Linked DNA regions of Mus musculus: all the other regions are linked to region 3. Evidence: chromatin contacts called from public promoter capture Hi-C data. All regions are on one chromosome and are shown on one strand. The core of a region is the stretch at or near the end of the contact, and the rest is flanking DNA. Distances in the headings are between cores, read along the strand shown. Region 1 holds the start of Ttc36 (tetratricopeptide repeat domain 36). Region 2 holds the start of Trappc4 (trafficking protein particle complex 4). Region 3 holds the start of Apoa5 (apolipoprotein A-V). Region 4 holds the start of Dpagt1 (dolichyl-phosphate (UDP-N-acetylglucosamine) acetylglucosaminephosphotransferase 1 (GlcNAc-1-P transferase)).

Region 1 (4,311 bases), core at 1,812-4,311, 1.5 Mb before region 3:
ATTGGCTTGTGGGCCGCCCACGGGCAGAGCTGAGATCAAAGTCCAAGGCTCTCCTTGGCCTTGTTCCTGGTATGTCCTAACATTAATGCACCCAAACGTGAATGTTTTCTAGAGGATCTGGCCACTGTGTTAGTGAATCCATCAATTATCAAATAGTCGTAGTTCACACAAGTGGAGCCTAGCACCTACTGTGTGTTTGGTGGCCCACTTTGAACCCTAGAGTTCAAGAAATCTCATTAGCTAACAGAACTGTTTCCTCTTTTCCAATGCAGACTACGAAAGCGGCACGTTCCCCATTTTTCTCCTTCATTATCTCCACGGTCTTCATTACTCTGTATCTTATTTCATTGGAAGAAGGTCGTGGAGCCAGAGCTGGCTGCACTGTTTTATTTTCGTGATTCTCAGAGGAACGTACTTGGATTGAGTTTCAGAACTCATCCCGGAACCTCAGGCAGCCAGCTTAGGGTTTCTGTTAGGTCCACGGGCTGCTTTCTTTGGACCCTGCCTCTATTCATAGTCTCCAGTTTCCTAAAGAGGCTGCCAGGGCCCTTGCATTGCTCAGCACCATCGTGGAGAAAGGCTGAGTTTCCCTCAGAGGTCCAGGTTGGGACTGCAGACTGAGCAGCTCTGGGACCAGCTCAGTTTCCCTCTTCACAGCTAGTCTGCAGGAATCCAAGCCTCTACAAGTGGAGTTACCTCTGCATCTCCAGGCTTTCCATCTGTAGGTTGTCAACAACAACCTATGGCAGACAAGCCTCCTGTCATTAGGATGAGGTCCAAATTCTCCAGTTTAGGTTCTAGGAACACCCCACCAGCTAGTCTTACCTATGGCCTGGTCTCCAACTCCTAGTCCTATTCCCTCTATCCTATGATCCCCATTCCAGCTACAGAAACTGAATACACCAGGTTTGATCCAGATACCTTCCCTGCCCAGGCCAAATCCCTGAGTGACAACCACCTTCTCATCTGACACTTGTAGTTTGTCACTCCTGGATCTCGGTCCACCTCCGCAGGGCTCAGCTTTCCACCCATCCCTGGGGCCCGCTCCACCCTGGAGAGTGCAAGCTTCCCAGACGGATGGATGCATTCTCTCTAGGCCCCTGGCGTCTGAATTGACACATTGCTCATCTTTCAGAACTTGCCCTTCAGGAACAGGTCCCCATGCCGCTTCCTCTCAGATTTGCCTGCTGTTACCTAATGATGAGCCCCCTGGAGAGTAGTCTCATGGTTTTTAGAGCCCTGCCACCTGGGTTCCTATTCTAGCTCAGCCACTTCTTGGCTGGAGGATGACGAGGAAGCTACTCAACCTCTGTATTCTTCCTTTTCTTCGACTTTATGATGAAATGACAATACATACCCTCTGGGGTGGGGGGTCATAAGGATTGTTACTACAACCTTGTGGTGTGCATAATGCCTAGTTCCCAGTAACTGCTAGACAAACATTTTATCCTCATGCCCTGCTCTTCAAGCCTACTGCTGCCTAGAAGGCTTTTATTAAGTCCATGAGCAGAATGCAGCCTCTTGATTCTCATATAGTCTCATGAAGCTAGCAGAACCCATACTGTCTTGAATTTTATAGGTAAGAACATAGATGTCAGGGAGTTTAGTGTCTCTGTTTCTCTGCTCTCCACCCACAACCAACTCATCTCTGCCCTTCATGGGAGGGGTCCTTTCTGTGGAGGATCTCTGGTGTTTTCCCCTCACCTGCTACATCCCCCTGGAGCCGCCGGGCTTGGGCTCGGTTGTTGTAGGCAGAGGCTCTGTCAGGTAGCAGGCTAATGGCTTGGCCAAACTTCTCCAGTGCTGTGTGGAGGTCTCCAGCTTCTGCCGCCCTCACTCCCTGCAACTCCAGGGCCTTGGAGTGCTCCAACTGTGCTTGAGGGAAAACTCCATCTGCACCAGGGGAGAAACAGGCATGTGTATGGTAGGGAAGAAAACGGAAAGTCACCTTGGACTTTGGCATTCTGACCCCCAAATGAGCTGACCAGGTGTGGGTGTGGGTGCAGAGTCAGGGATAGTAGCTGAGGTCAGTAAAACCGAATTCTAACATTGCTAAAAGACCTGAGAAAGAGGCACTGGGTGGTTCTCCTTGGCTAAGAGAAGCTCAACAACTTGTTCAGTGGTGACTCGCTCTAGACCACAGGCCCAGGGTGTGGCGCTTAGATCTGAACCCGGTTCTTCAGCTTTTTGGCTTCTTCTCGTTTTGCTTTACATACTCGGACACAAAGGCCACCAAACCCATCCCAGGTCATGAAAATGACTCTAGATGTTTTTCAGTTTCTCACTCTAAAGCTTCAGTGCAGCTAAGGCTTACCTCCTGCAGAAACAAAGCCCCCCAGACATCATTATTAGGCAATGGGCCATGCTGTTCCCCTGGAAGAGCTAGCTCCATGTCTAGCTTATAACAATGTGTAACAAATGAAGCTCTGCCTGCTGTCAGGATGGGCCAACCAAGCCACCATCCCGCCCTGTTTGCCTTCCATCCTTGCTGTGGAGAGGGTGGGTGTGATGTTCAAAATGTCAAATATTTCAGGGGTTGACTTAAGCCAGCACAGATAAGCTTGGATCATGGAAGATTTTTAGTTGTAGGCTTAGAGGTATGGGACTGAATGACAGAGAGAAACTCTGGCTTTCTCTTGGGAGATTCACCCCTGCCAACACCTGACCCACACTTTGAAATTCAGAGGACCTCTCAGACTCCAGTCTCTGAAATAACCTGCAAGGGTAGAACGAGGGTTCCGGCCTCACCATGTCCTGTAGGAAATCTCAGGGGCCTGCCAGGCAGCCTATGGAGGGGTAGACACCAATGTCAAAGGCTCACCTTCATCTCCCTCCTCTGCTTCTTCCAGGTCCAATCCAACAACATCTCCAAAGGGGGTATCAGGGTTGAAGATGGCCTGCAACACTGCCTGATCATTTGGAGTCCCCATGGCTCCTAGGGCCCAAGTGGTAACTCAGTGGGTGAAGGAAGATGGTGGGGACAGGGTAGAGCCTCCAGCTGGCAGATGCTGTGAACGGAGGAGGTTCTGTTTGGGGACCGCCTCAGGTACAGAGGTGTGCCTTCCAATCCTTAGTCCAGCCTCAGTGGCCAGGGTTACTGACCTGGCAGGGTGGTTTTTCAGTATTTCCCAACCGCACCCCCACCCCCAACACAGAATAAACAAATCCTGTTTCAGCTTTAAGGTGGAGCAGAGATGGAAATTATGCTTTCACTTTATTAAAGTCTGTTTAAAGATCACTACTTAACCTCCTATTAAACGAGTTAGGCAAACAGTAACACAGCCCTTCTACCCAGAACCTCTGAGGTCCTGGATATACTTCAGTGCTCACTGAAGGTCACTCCAGACAAGGGACTGGTTGAGTGATTCCATCTTAAAGAAGGGAGGCTGGAAGGCATTAGGTAACCCATTGACAAGCCCCTCCCTCCCCCACTCCACCCCCAAGGCCAAAGGAAGCTCAGCAGAGTGCAGCAATAAACTTGACATGTTTATTAATTAAACTATCACTTAAATAAAAAAAAGTGCATAGAAAATAAACATGTTTAAAAACTCCTTTTTTTGTTTTTACAACTATGTACACTTTTTACTTTTACATTCAGTCTTTCGTAGAGAGCTTTCAGCATTATTATTTTTTGAATATTAAAGTATTTTCCTTCATCCCTGTCTCAGGGAGTTAACACTGATGGGCTTCAGACACGTTTTCCTTCCCCCCCCCCACTTTGTCTCTAACCAGAAGCTTGGAAGAACACAAGGAAAAAAAGGGAAGCAAACAAAACAAACAAAAAACCCCCAAAAGATCCATTGTACATGACACAGCTGTAGAGAAATGTCTTATTCTAGAAATGAAGCTTGCCACTGTTCAGCTCATGAAACAATTATTCAACTACCTGTATTTGCTAAGGAGACTGTTAAAGTTCAAGAAAAGAAACACCACAAATCTATTTTTTTTTCTTGGTTGAAAGACAGAACTAGTGTACCCCAGAACAAGATACCAGAAAGCACAGAACACAATTTTCCCCTAGATGCAGGTGGTGACCCCAACATTCATAACCGGAAGTAGACGAGGAGTACAGGTACCGACTGGCAACGTCCACAGGCAGGAAGAAGCCAGGTGAGAGCAGATCTGCTCTGCACGCTCCTCTCGGGACAGGCGGGCGTCTGTCATCCGTATGTGGAGTCAGCACCACCGTCACTGTCACTGGGAGCCTGACATTTCCCTGCCCCACTAGCAACTGTAGCACAATCCTTATCTATAGTGTTAAGAGAAGTAAAAGCCATGGACTGAACTAGGCTTTGTTACAATGGTGCATTC
Region 2 (4,513 bases), core at 1,468-3,967, 1.9 Mb before region 3:
GTGAGAAGCCTACCAATTCACAACCAGGGTTGAGCATGCTGGCTGACACAAACAAAGTCAGCCTTGGACTAAAGAATGGCTTTGGGGCTGGGCAGTGGTGGCGCATGCCTTTAGTCCCAGCACTTAGGAGGCAGAGGCAGGTGGATTTCTGAGTTCAAGGCCAGTCTGGTCTACAGAATAAGTTTCAGGACAGCCAAGGGCTGCATAGAGAAAGAAACCCTGTCTCAAAAAAACAAAAAAAGAAAAAAACAAAAAACCAAGAGTGGCTTTGTAAAAATGGGTGTGTTGTACATGTGTGCCCGGGAAACCTGACACCATCCCTGTTGTTTACCTAAGCTTTCTCGGGTCAGTCCCTTGGTCCATACTGGACTAATGTGCTCCATCTATCCCTATGACCTCTGTAGGCACATACCTGTCAGTGTTTGGAAGCAGTGCAGTTTGAAGGTGTCTGTTTCCAGCATCTCAATGCCTGAACTGCCCTGTTCCGGAGATAGCTGGGAACCAATGGCAAAGAGCCTGTATGCAAAAGAGGTAAAGTTGGGAATGCACCATGTGACATGAAGGGAAAGTCCTCAACCTTTTCCACTCAAGTACCCAATCTTTGGAGGAATTCACTTTCCAGGGCCAGTCAGGAGAAATACTGTGAACAGTCTAGCAGGAGTGTCAACATTTCTTTTAGGTTTATCTCCCTTCTGTACACACTATATCTTATACACTTTGCTACAAAACATTGTTTCCCTAAGATTTATTTAATTTTTATTTACCATCTCACTTAGTCACCTGGTGACAGAGAAGTCACTCCATCTCTAGCCGCCTCTGTAGGCTGCTTTATGTAGCAATAAAAACTAAAAATGGGCTTATGGAAGTGTATGAGTGTTTTTGCCTGCATGGATGCATGTGTACCACATATGTGCCTGGTGACTATGGAAGCCAGAAGAAGCCATCACGTCCCTTCCAATAGGAGTTGGTTGTGAGCCACCATGTGGATGCTAGCTCTCTGCAAGAACAGCAAACACCAAACCATTTCTTCAGCCCCAAACTGAAACATGTTATACTAAACGTGTTAGCTAAAGCCAACATGCTACGGAATACGTACCTTATTAGTTCATGGCTACTGCTATGTCAACACACCTTACACTACAGGCAGTCACAGGAAGACTTTCTTTCTTTCTCTTTTTTTTTTTTTTTTTTTTGAGACAGGGTTTCTCTGTGTAGCCATGGCTGTCCTGGAACTCACCCTTATAGACCAGGCTGGCCTCAAACTTAGAAATCCGCCTGCCTCTGCCTCCCAAGTGCTGGGATCAAAGGCATGCGCCACGCCCGGCTACAGAAAGAATTTCAATGTCCACTTAATTTAATTATCTAATTAAGTGGTGGTGGTGGTGATTGGCACACGCCTTTAAACCCAGCGCTTGGAAGGCAGAGAGAAGTGGATCTCTGAGTTTGAGGCTAGGCTGGTCTACAGAGTGAGTTCCAAGACAACCTAGTCTTCCACTAGCAGCCTTTGGATTAAGACATAGAACTCTCAGCTCCTCCTGCGTCATGCCTGCCTGGATACTGCCATGCTCTCACCTTGATGATAATGGACTGAACCTCTGAACCTGTAAGCCAGCCCCAATTAAATGTTTTTTATAAGACTTGCCTTGGTCATGGTGTCTGTTCACAGCAGTAAAACCCTAATACAGAAGTTGAAGAGAAACCCTATCCCCCCCAAATTTTTTTTTTTCAAAAATTCAATTACCTTATGTTAATGATGAAGAAACTAGGGTCAAGAGGACAAGACCTGACTGGGCAAAAATCAAACTACCTCAAACCTGGCTATAGTTGACATTTCTTCATAAAAAGAGTTCAGCCACTTAAAGAGGTACACAGTAATTGTACCTCTTTAAGTACACAAAGAAACACTTTAGCCGGCCTAGAGACAGATGCACTAGTCAGGGGAGGAAATGTTTAAAAGGGGTAGGGAAACTTACGAGTGGAACATCGAGGCCAGCATAAGCTTCTCGTTAGAGGTAAGGCGGGGCCGGCCGAATCGGATGGAAACCGGGTAATTCGCAGGGTTACCCAGATACTCCAGCACTTCTTTCCCGTCAGCCGTGTACTTGCCATTCACGTCCATGCCATTGATGGCCAACACTGCATGGCCCACTACAAGAAGAGTGGCTAAGGATCAGAGATGGCCCGGGCCACTCCCCGCCCCGCTTACTCCCACTCCCATTCTTTCACTCTCACTCCCACTCCCACCCCGCACCAGCCCACTTCCGCAGCGCCAGCCCCGCCCTCGAGCCCGGCCCACCCCGGATGCCGTCGCGCTGGCCGAAAGCGACCAGCACGCGTTCGTCGTGCAGTTTCAGCAGCAGGTCCAGCGGGTAACTGAAAGTCTTCTCAGCCTCAGCCCGTGGCGAATAGCTGTCCCACTGGTAAATCAGGCCGCCGGCTTTGTTCACCACGTACACGCTAAAAATCGCCATCACTGTGCTACGGATAGGGTACTACGATCCCGCCCCTTCCAGGCGCTCCAGTCCCGGAACTGGTGTCATAGCCTCGCCTCTGCTCTCCCTCCTGCGGCCCTCCCCCCTCCTAAAGCGCACGCGCAAGCCAAGGCCCCCATTGCTTTAACAAACACATTTCTGGGAACTGGCCTACTGTATTTCTCAGTGACAGAGCAGAGAATTAGTGGCTGTTGGGTGACCCGCAGCAAAGTGCAGCAATTTTACGACCAGTCTCAGAGTTTGCAGGTTGGAAGTCACGCCCCCTATCCCATCCCACAAGAGGCGGAGTTTAGCCAAGACGTGGCTCCACCCATTGCCCCGGAAGTACTCTCTCGAGGCAGAGGTTTCTGGGATTGTTGGGCCACCGGGCTTCCTTTTTTTCCGACATCTTAGCGAGGCTGCTGTGGTCTACACGACTCTCTGAGCTTCGCCATGGTAAGGCCCGCGAGGGTTGAGCAGTGGGGTTCAGAGGATCGGGCGGTGCTGGGGGGAGGTGGAGGCGACCCTACACGGACTGCTTCGTGACCCGCGGGCCTGCCTCTCCGGGCGGCTGCCGCCATCGTGTCCATGTGCTCCGGCGGCGGCGCCTGGGTGGGTGAAGGGCTGCGATCGGGGTGCATGGGACCACCATGTGACTGGCCTGCACTCCCGCTTTCTTCCCCTAGCCTCCCAAAGACGACAAGAAGAAGAAAGATGCCGGAAAGTCGGCCAAAAAGGATAAAGACCCAGTAAATAAATCTGGTGGCAAGGCCAAGAAGAAGGTAGGCGATAGCTATTTGTAATGGGAATCTGTGGGACCTGTCGTGAACTTGTGCTGTAAGTTTTTCCCCAGATACCGAATTCTAAAATCACATAGTCACTTTAAGAATACAGTGGTGTAATACTTTTATAAAGTAATGGTATTAAACCTTATTAATGTTACGACCCTTTTAAGATGGTTCCCCTTTTGACCACCAGCTGTGAAATTACTATTTGTTTTTTCAAGATGGGTTTCTCTGAATAGCCCTGACTGTCCTGAACTCACTCTGTAGACCAGGCTGGCCTCGAACTTAGAAATCTGCCTGCCTCGGCCTCCCGAGTGCTGGGATTAAAGGCATGTGCCACCACTGCCCAGCTCATGAAATTATTTTTTTTTTTATGAAATTATTTTTGTTGTTGCTACTTAATAGTTTTGCTACTGCTATGAACTGTAAGGCATATGTCTGGTCTTCAGGGTATCTGATAGCGACTCCAAAGTTGCCAATGCAATAAGCCAAGAAGTCTCTAATTTCCCTGAGATGATCGTGACAGAGCTTTCTCAGATGCTTGATGTTAGGGAGCAAAGGGATGGTTCTGACTGGTTCTCATTTGTTTTGATGAGCAGAAGTGGTCCAAAGGCAAAGTTCGGGACAAGTTGAACAATCTTGTCCTGTTCGACAAAGCGACATACGACAAGCTCTGTAAGGAGGTTCCGAACTATAAGCTTATTACTCCAGCCGTGGTCTCTGAGAGACTGAAGATTCGCGGTTCCTTGGCCAGGGCAGCCCTTCAGGAGCTCCTTAGTAAAGGTAGGTGATGTGCCCTTGTTCTTACCAGTGCATTGTCTTGTTGGGAGCAGTATGACTGGAAAGACTTATGAAGGATAGACTGACTTCCAGAGTCTTAAGTTTTAGTAACTTCAGTGTCCTGCATTCCTTTGCAGTCCTTGAATTCCTGGCCCTTTTTATTTATTTATTTATTGCTTCTCCGTTAATTGGGATTAAAGTCCAGAGTACCACCTTGCCTTGTTATTTTGGAATGCCATCTCACTTTGTTGTCCGGGCAAATTATTCTCCTGCCTCTGGTGGGATTTTTTTTGTTTGTTTGTTTTTTTGTTTTTCGAGACAGGGTTTCCTCTGTGTAGCCCTGGCTGTCCTGGAACTCACTCTGTAGACCAGGCTGGCCTTGAATTAAGAAATCTGCCCGCCTCTGCCTCCCGAGTGCTGGGATTAAAGGCGTGCGCCACCACGCCCGGCTTGGCTATAGTTTTAAGTACATAAACT
Region 3 (3,943 bases), core at 164-2,663:
TAGAACAGCTCCCTGGGTTGGAGAAGCCTAGGGTAGGGGTGGAGTATGCCAGCCAGGAGGGTCCTGTAACAGGGCGAATGTGGGGGCCAGACCCACTTTGATATGTTAAATAGGCACCTCAGCCTTCTGCCCCAGTTTTGAAACCTAATGTATAGCACATGGTAATGGTGTAGGTATTCTTGCCTAGGTGAGAGGCTCCATTCTGATTCTAGAGTTCCTGTCCCCTTCAGGTCCCTGCAGTTTCCCTGTCTCAGGATTCCAAGCACACGCCTGTAATCCTGTTTTATGCCGTGTTTGAGATCAATCTCTGGACTATGTATATTTTAGGTAAGTACAGCTTACAACCCTTCTTTAACGACCCATGTGCTGGGACAGAGTGGGAAGCTTGGCAGCTTCTTTTTCTCTTCTTAGTTTTGTTGTTTGAGATAGGACCTCCCACAGCAGCCCAGACTGGCCTCAAACTTACAATTCTCCTGCCTCAGCCTCCCCAGTGCCGTGATTATAGGCAGACATCCCCCTGTGCCTGAGAGGTAAGTGGATCGAGGATGGCAGAAGTTTTGTGTGGAGACAAGGGAGGAGGCTGAACTGGTCACGGTGAAGGGCAGAGGGAAGTTCTGAGGAAAGTGACGGGAACAGCGTGTGGGTGGAGGCAGGGGGACCGACTGGAGGTTGAAGAGAAAGGATGAAGCACTCAGGTATGTCCATGCAAGCCTATGGAAGAAGCTTGTCATAAGAGAAACATCTGGGCTTCCCGGCTTCCCTCCTCGGAAGCTCAAGGGGGTGGAGCCCAGCCTTCCCTGTGAGGGAAGACTCTTGAGGGGACTAACTTCTGATACCCAAAGTCTCTGACCCAGATGCAGCTTGCCCCATCCATCTTCAACAGGACCTGACTTCTCCAGCTCAATCCTGGAGACACTTATACTCTAGGCGCCATAGGTCTGTAACCCTGTAAGTACTGGCTCTTCTCAGGCTGTCACAGTGGCCATGGTGGGACAAGTAAGGCCAGCCCAGGCTCTAGCCAGTCCTGGACACTGTCCCTCTGGCCAGCTGGCTAGTGCAGAAGGCGCTGGGGAGTTAAGTAAAGGCAGGGCCCGCAGTGGACAGACAAGCAGTGTTCATTGGCTGGCCAGTCATTCAGTAAGTGGGGCGGTTGCTGGTCACAGGATTTGGGGGGTGGGTTCTGCCCACACTTAGTAAAGGCTCGAGGGAGCCACTTGTCTACTGGGGCAGCCCCCCTGAGGCTGGGGAGCTTACTAACCCCAACAGTGCCAGGAGAAGGGGAAAAGGTGAGTGTGCTAGTAACCAGCTGGGGTCATCCTTCTTTGACCCTCCACGTGGTGTTTGCTCAGAGGAATTGTTGTCAGACTCCCTGGCGCCTAGAGTATAAAGTAAGAGTGTCTGCTCTCTGTGCCCAGAACCGAGCAGGTGAGCTTACATGGCACAGGGATGGTGGGGGTGGGGTGGCAGCAAAGGTAGGAGAGAGCTGCAGATACAGGCTAGCAGAAATTGTGTGTACCAGTCCTCATCCCTAAAAGGGGCTCGGAGGCAGGAAGACAGGCAAACGAGGGAGCTAGATTGCATTGAGGTGGGTGGGTCATCTCTCTAGGGCAGCCTGAGTTCCAGGTTCCCTACTTTGTGACCGAGGTAAGGAGCAATCCAACCCTGTTGTCTGAGGAAGTCATCTCTTCCCTCCTGCCTCACTCCCCCACCCCCAGTCCCCGCAAGTGCCTAGTTCAGTTCTCTGGAGCTTTTGACATGATGTTACCTACACACTGGGGAAGGGTTATCGGGATTTGGGGCAGGCACCCCCTAGACCAGGCTTCCTAGATCTAGTCCCTGGCTTTGCCTCTCCTCCTGATCAAGCCTTCATCTACCTTCCTTCTCAGGGGCCATCGTGGAAAGCATGGCTGCAGTCATCACTTGGGCCCTCGCCCTCCTCGCAGGTGGGTCTTCTGGCCCACTGCAGTGTGGGTTTGGGATGGAGGATGGGCTGAGGGGCCTGGCCCTTAACTGTCTCATCTTCCTCTGCAGTGTTCGCAAGCACTCAGGCACGGAAGAGCCTCTGGGACTACTTCAGCCAAAACAGTTGGAGCAAAGGCGTGATGGGCCAGCCACAGAAGCTGGCACAGGAGTAAGTAGCCTGGGCAAGGCTGTGCTGAGGGCACGAGACAGCCCTACTGTGGGATGATCCCTTGGCTCTGTGGTTAACATGGAAGCTGAAGGAACCAGCCCTGCCTATAGAACCAAACACACCTCAGTCATCTTGGGCACCCTCTTGTCCAAGTTTCTCCTGCCCATGGCACCTGAGATTAGCATGCCACAGAATGACAAGATGGTGTGAATCTTGGCGTGTGTGTGTGACACCTTCTTGGATGGTATTGTAAGACCGAATGCCATTTTGTGTTCTGAATGTAACAATGAAGTTGGCTGGGGTCAGGACTAAAGACCAGGCTCTGGGGCCACTCCTCCTGTCCTGGCTTCTGCAAAATATTAGTGTCCCACAGCTTTGGGGAAAGGGAGATTTCAATGCTAGCAGTCTAATGGCCTGATTCTCTGTCTTTCTCCTTCTCCAGGAACCTGAAAGGCAGCTTCGAGCAAGACCTCTACAATATGAACAATTACCTAGAAAAGCTGGGACCCTTGAGAGGGCCTGGGAAGGAGCCTCCTCTGCTGGCCCAGGACCCAGAAGGCATTCGGAAACAGCTGCAGCAGGAGCTGGGGGAAGTGAGCTCGCGCCTGGAGCCCTACATGGCTGCGAAGCACCAGCAGGTAGGCTGGAACTTGGAGGGCCTGAGGCAGCAGTTGAAACCCTACACGGCGGAGCTGATGGAGCAGGTGGGCCTGAGTGTGCAGGAGCTGCAGGAGCAGCTGCGCGTGGTGGGAGAAGACACCAAGGCTCAGCTCCTGGGGGGCGTGGACGAGGCGCTGAACCTGCTGCAGGACATGCAGAGTCGAGTGCTGCACCATACCGACCGAGTCAAAGAGCTCTTCCACCCTTACGCAGAACGCTTGGTGACTGGAATTGGGCACCACGTGCAGGAGCTGCACCGCAGTGTCGCTCCTCACGCAGCTGCCAGCCCCGCGCGACTCAGTCGCTGCGTGCAGACTCTGTCCCACAAACTCACACGTAAGGCGAAGGACCTGCACACCAGCATCCAACGCAACCTGGACCAGCTGCGCGATGAGCTCAGTGCCTTCATCCGCGTCAGCACAGATGGGGCGGAAGATGGAGATTCCCTGGACCCTCAGGCTCTCTCCGAGGAGGTCCGCCAGAGACTGCAGGCTTTTCGGCATGACACCTACCTGCAGATTGCTGCATTTACTCAGGCCATTGACCAGGAGACAGAGGAAATTCAGCACCAGCTAGCCCCACCCCCGCCTAGCCACAGCGCCTTCGCTCCTGAGCTGGGACACTCAGACAGTAATAAGGCCCTGAGCAGACTGCAGAGCCGACTGGACGACCTGTGGGAAGATATTGCCTATGGCCTTCAAGACCAGGGTCATAGTCATTTGAGTGACCCTGAGGGTCACTCCGGTTAACCCTCCAGCTCATTGTCTGGACCCTGAGCCGCTAGCATGGTCTATTAGGCAGAGGGTGGAGGGTCCTGCACACCACCAAAGGTGCTGCTGTCCCAACCTACCCAGCCTCCTCAACTCCCCTACTCAGGGGCATTACACTCAGTAGGCTTTGCAAACCCAGCTTCTGGTACTCATTTGGCAATCCTAAGTAGCAAGAGTGAGGTGACAGGAGTGGGAGATGGTGTGTGGGGTGACTGACCGCAAGCCAGTGCTTGACCGTGCTGGAAACCCATGCCACTACAACCTGGAGTTGGGCTCCTGTTAATTCTCGCAGCCTGGTGCTGGCTGTTACAGTTGGTCCATGGAGAGGAACTCCTGTCTCCCCAGGGTTGTCATGAGAGCTTTTGTTGGAAGGGAGCAGGAG
Region 4 (3,960 bases), core at 593-3,092, 1.9 Mb before region 3:
GGGGATTTCATTAGCTCCTCCCCCCCACCTGCTCTGTGTAGCTCAGCCTCCCAGTTTGGAAGACCCTTCCCCTCCAACTATGGAAATGTTGTGAGCTAATATCCCTCCCTCCCTTCCTCCCTCTCACATCCGCGTGCACTCCAATCCCTCTCTCTCTTTTTTTTTTTTTTACTCACTCATCATGCATGATGATGCCTGGTACACAGGTCTCTTTGTGTCCTATGCCTCAGGGGACACCAGAGGAGAGGAAAACATTTGCCTCCCTGATGTTGGCTTGCATGTGTTACACATACAAGAAAAACAAAACTTACTATACTATCCAGTAAAGTGTATTTGGGACATAGATGGGGCTTTTAATGTTAATAAGAGCCATCTCCAAGTTGAATGGACATTGAATACCTGACTTTCAGAAAAAGGAACCTAAGAAGTTCTTCTTCTTCTTCTTCTTTTTTTTTTTTTTTTTTTTTTTTTTTTTGGTTTTTCGAGACAGGGTTTCTCTGTGTAGCCCTGGCTGTCCTGGAACTCACTCTGTAGACCAGGCTGGCCTTGAACTCAGAAATCCACCTGCCTCTGCCTCCCAAGTGCTGGGATTAAAGGCGTGGGCCACCACCACCCGGCTTTTTTTTTTTTTTTTTTAGATTTATTATATGTAAGTACACTGTAGCTGTCTTCAGACACACCAGAGGAGGGCGTCAGATCTCATTACGGATGGTTGTGAGCCACCATGTGGTTGCTGGGATTTGAACTCAGGACCTTCGGAAGAGCAGACTTAACCACTGAGCCTACTCTCCAGCCCTTAAGAAATTCTTTGACCTAAGTAGTGTCAACTTCACCCTGATTCTAGGAGTATGCTGTAATTCAAAAGGGGATGGACAAAACGCCATGTTATTGTCAACTCCCTAACTCTCTGTGGTGGATTCCTCTCTGAGGAAAACATTTGCCACCTAAGGGATCAATATTCCAGTGAACTGCTGTACTACTAGCGTGTACAGGTGTCAAAAGGCAAGTAAGTGACTGGGAGGAAGAAACTTGACTGGGAGGAAACCCACAAGCTCACTGGAGGTATGGACAAGCTCTCCTGCCTCGTTAGTTATTTGCAATGCGTCGGTTTCTGTCTATTTGGAAAGCGTTGGCACAGTGCTGTGATCCAACATCAAGTTTTAATCCCTGCTTTAATCGAAGACCTGAAAGCTCAAACAGTTTCCTCCTGGCGAAATGCAGCGGTAGGTTGCCCAGCAACAAACTGCTATAGTGGAGGCAGAAGGTGGGTGGGTTGTGGGAAAAGTACCTGGATCATGAACAAGAAAAAGGGCGGGAGGGGCTTTTCGAGTGTCTGAGCTTCCCAGGTTTTAAAAACCCTCCAGATTGTTCCTGAGTTTCTGGAACCAGTGTTTACGTCGGCAACAGTTTTCCTGCAAAGAGCGGGTGTGCTTCCACACTCTCATTCTTCCTGACCACGGCCAGCTCTCAGTAGCCATATTTCCAGCCCCAGGGCATCCCAGACTAAGCTCAGGCTGCTAGCCCTTTAAACCCGACCTGCGAGGGAGACGACGTGGAACCACAGAACTAGCGGTGTCAGCCACGTGGTACGAGGAAGCGTTCATGTTGGAACTGGGCAAAGCCTATTTCCACTCTGAGCTGCACAATATGATTGTTTCGAGAGTATCCACGTTCTTGTATTTTCTTCAGTTGAGTTTTCAAAAACGCTAATGGTACCACTCCTTTAGAACTAAAGCTTTGTTTAAAATAACACTACCGGTCCGGCTACAGTGCCCGTTTTAAAAATGGTGCTTCGGTCTTCAGCAGCGATAGTTCTTTCGCAATTAAGATCCGGGTGGAAACAATGGGTAGGTGCAGCGGGGCAGAGCCGAGGTTGCTTCCTAAGAGCTTCTTGCTGGTCAGGAGGGAGGGTCAGGTCCTAGCGTCCTAGCTGGGTTTTGTTCCCGCTGGCGCCGGAATCCTCTGCGGGTTGGGAGCCGCACTGCCGGCTGCCGAGGCCACGGGATTGTTCCTGGCTTACCAGTTAGCTGAGTAGGCGGCGGGGCGGCGGCCACCGGAGGGTCACCATGTGGGCCTTCCCGGAGTTGCCCCTGCCGCTGCCGCTGCTGGTGAATTTGATCGGCTCGCTGTTGGGATTCGTGGCTACAGTCACCCTCATCCCTGCCTTCCGTAGCCACTTTATCGCCGCGCGCCTCTGTGGCCAGGACCTCAACAAGCTCAGCCAGCAGCAGATGTGAGTAACCGCACGCGAGTGTCCTGGGTTGGGGGGGGGGGGGGCAGGATTGTGCAGAACAGGGGCAAGGACTGAGATGCTTGGCTTTGCACTAGCCGGAAAGCTAACCTAGGCACCCAGAACTCTGGGAGGTCATTAAAGTTGTCTATCCTTGGGAAGGACGGAATGGAACTGTTGGGTGTCAGGAGTTGTAGAGGGGTAGGTATCCTTTGCCCTGTGCACGCTCTCCCTACTCCCCAACAAACAAAATCCTGAGAAGGCCACTTTGGTTTACTGGGACCCCTACTATTGTGAGTGACCACGCCCCTTTCTTCTTCCTCCTCCACCCTTTCCCGCTGGGCCGCAGCCCAGAGTCCCAGGGAGTGATCAGCGGTGCTGTTTTCCTTATCATCCTCTTCTGCTTCATCCCTTTCCCCTTCCTGAACTGCTTCGTGGAGGAGCAGTGTAAGGCATTCCCCCACCATGAAGTAAGTGCACCAGTGGGGAAGTTATTAGCGGGCTGGCTGGGGCCGGGCACTTGAGTTGGGGTTATTTGGATTTGGGAAAAGGATGCTTGTGGCCACAACCATAGAGACAGGAATTCTTGGACTGGTGATATAGCTCGGTGGTAGAGCGCTTTCTCAGTATGTGAGTATGTGCAAGGACCCGGCGTTCAATCACCAACTCCGAAAAAAAAAATGGAAAAGACAGGAATTCTTGACAGAGTAGAAGTAGGTGTGAGTCATTACGTGCCCACTTCTCCCCCAGTTTGTGGCCCTAATAGGTGCCCTCCTTGCCATCTGCTGCATGATCTTCCTGGGGTTTGCTGATGATGTCCTCAATCTCCGCTGGCGCCACAAGCTGCTGCTGCCCACAGCTGCCTCACTACCTCTCCTCATGGTCTACTTCACAAACTTTGGCAATACAACCATCGTGGTGCCCAAGCCCTTCCGCTGGATTCTGGGCCTGCATTTGGACTTGGGTGAGTAACCTTGCCACTACTGCCCCTGTGGCACCTACTTTCTGGTACCCTTGCCTCTGAGGTCCCAATAGAGGACCCCTCCTGGTGGTCCATATCCCCATCAACCATTTCTTTTCTGTCCTTGTATCTACTTTCTCTCTTTTCCCTCCTTCTTCCCTATCTCTTATTTCCTTCCTGTTTCAAGGAAGTCATGCTTGCACTAAGACTTATTATCAAAGCTTTTCCTGTCTCTGTTTTGTATTTAAAACAAAAACAAAAACAAAAAAACAAAACAGGGTCATAGGGCTGATGAGATGGCTTAGCGGGTAAGAGCACTGACTGCTCTTCCGAAGGTTTGGAGTTCAAATCCCAGCAATCACATGGTGGCTCACAACCACCTGTAATGAGATCTGACACCATCTTCTGGTGTGTCTGAAGACAGCTACAGTGTACTTATCTTTGGGCCATAGCAAGCAGGGACTGAGGGAACAGGGTTGACCTGAGAGAGCAGAGGTCCTAAGTTCAATTCCCAACAACCAGATGAAGGCTCACAACTATCTGTACAGCTACAGTGTATACATAAAATAACAAATACATATACATAAAAATAAATAAATCTTTAAAAAACAAAACAAACAGGGTCACACACTAAATTGCCTTGAACTTATTTAGCCCTGGCAGGCCTTAAACAGGTAATCCTCCTGTCCCAGCCTTCCAAGTAGTTAGAATTATAGGCCTGAGCTACTAGACCTTGCCTATTTGGATCCTTTCTGGTGTTCCATTCATC

What was found. Promoter capture Hi-C pulls out the DNA fragments that hold promoters and counts their contacts. Capture Hi-C pulls out chosen DNA fragments and counts their contacts.
Region 1: a contact with region 3 is called in a promoter capture Hi-C map of liver, with 6 times the contacts expected there. The contact joins the promoter of Ttc36 here to the promoter of Apoa5 in region 3. A contact is called at or near these places in 2 of 39 promoter capture datasets (both in liver).
Region 2: a promoter capture Hi-C map of pre-B cells shows a contact between it and region 3, with 3 times the contacts expected there. The contact joins the promoter of Trappc4 here to the promoter of Apoa5 in region 3. A contact is called at or near these places in 2 of 39 promoter capture datasets (liver and pre-B cells).
Region 4: a promoter capture Hi-C map of adipose tissue shows a contact between it and region 3. The contact joins the promoter of Dpagt1 here to the promoter of Apoa5 in region 3. A contact is called at or near these places in 1 of 39 promoter capture datasets (liver) and 1 of 9 other capture datasets (adipose tissue).

The regions. Positions count from the first base shown.
Region 1 is chr9:44,799,890-44,804,200 of GRCm38.p6, forward strand. It overlaps Ttc36 (tetratricopeptide repeat domain 36), which reads right to left and starts at 3,062. Exons shown (of 3, transcript NM_138951.1): 1 at 2,822-3,062; 2 at 1,705-1,893. The coding sequence starts at 2,930. Kmt2a (lysine (K)-specific methyltransferase 2A) reads right to left here. Exons shown (of 36, transcript NM_001357549.2): 36 at 3,466-4,311.
Region 2 is chr9:44,404,831-44,409,343 of GRCm38.p6, forward strand. Trappc4 (trafficking protein particle complex 4) reads right to left here and starts at 2,718. Exons shown (of 5, transcript NM_021789.2): 1 at 2,297-2,718; 2 at 1,974-2,148; 3 at 413-516. The coding sequence starts at 2,471. It overlaps Rps25 (ribosomal protein S25), which reads left to right and starts at 2,884. Exons shown (of 5, transcript NM_024266.3): 1 at 2,884-2,927; 2 at 3,158-3,253; 3 at 3,856-4,039. The coding sequence starts at 2,925.
Region 3 is chr9:46,267,195-46,271,137 of GRCm38.p6, forward strand. It overlaps Apoa5 (apolipoprotein A-V), which reads left to right and starts at 1,414. Exons shown (of 4, transcript NM_080434.4): 1 at 1,414-1,425; 2 at 1,887-1,943; 3 at 2,032-2,131; 4 at 2,574-3,943. The coding sequence starts at 1,904. The coding sequence ends at 3,540.
Region 4 is chr9:44,324,973-44,328,932 of GRCm38.p6, forward strand. It overlaps Dpagt1 (dolichyl-phosphate (UDP-N-acetylglucosamine) acetylglucosaminephosphotransferase 1 (GlcNAc-1-P transferase)), which reads left to right and starts at 1,843. Exons shown (of 9, transcript NM_007875.3): 1 at 1,843-2,233; 2 at 2,580-2,700; 3 at 2,981-3,194. The coding sequence starts at 2,067.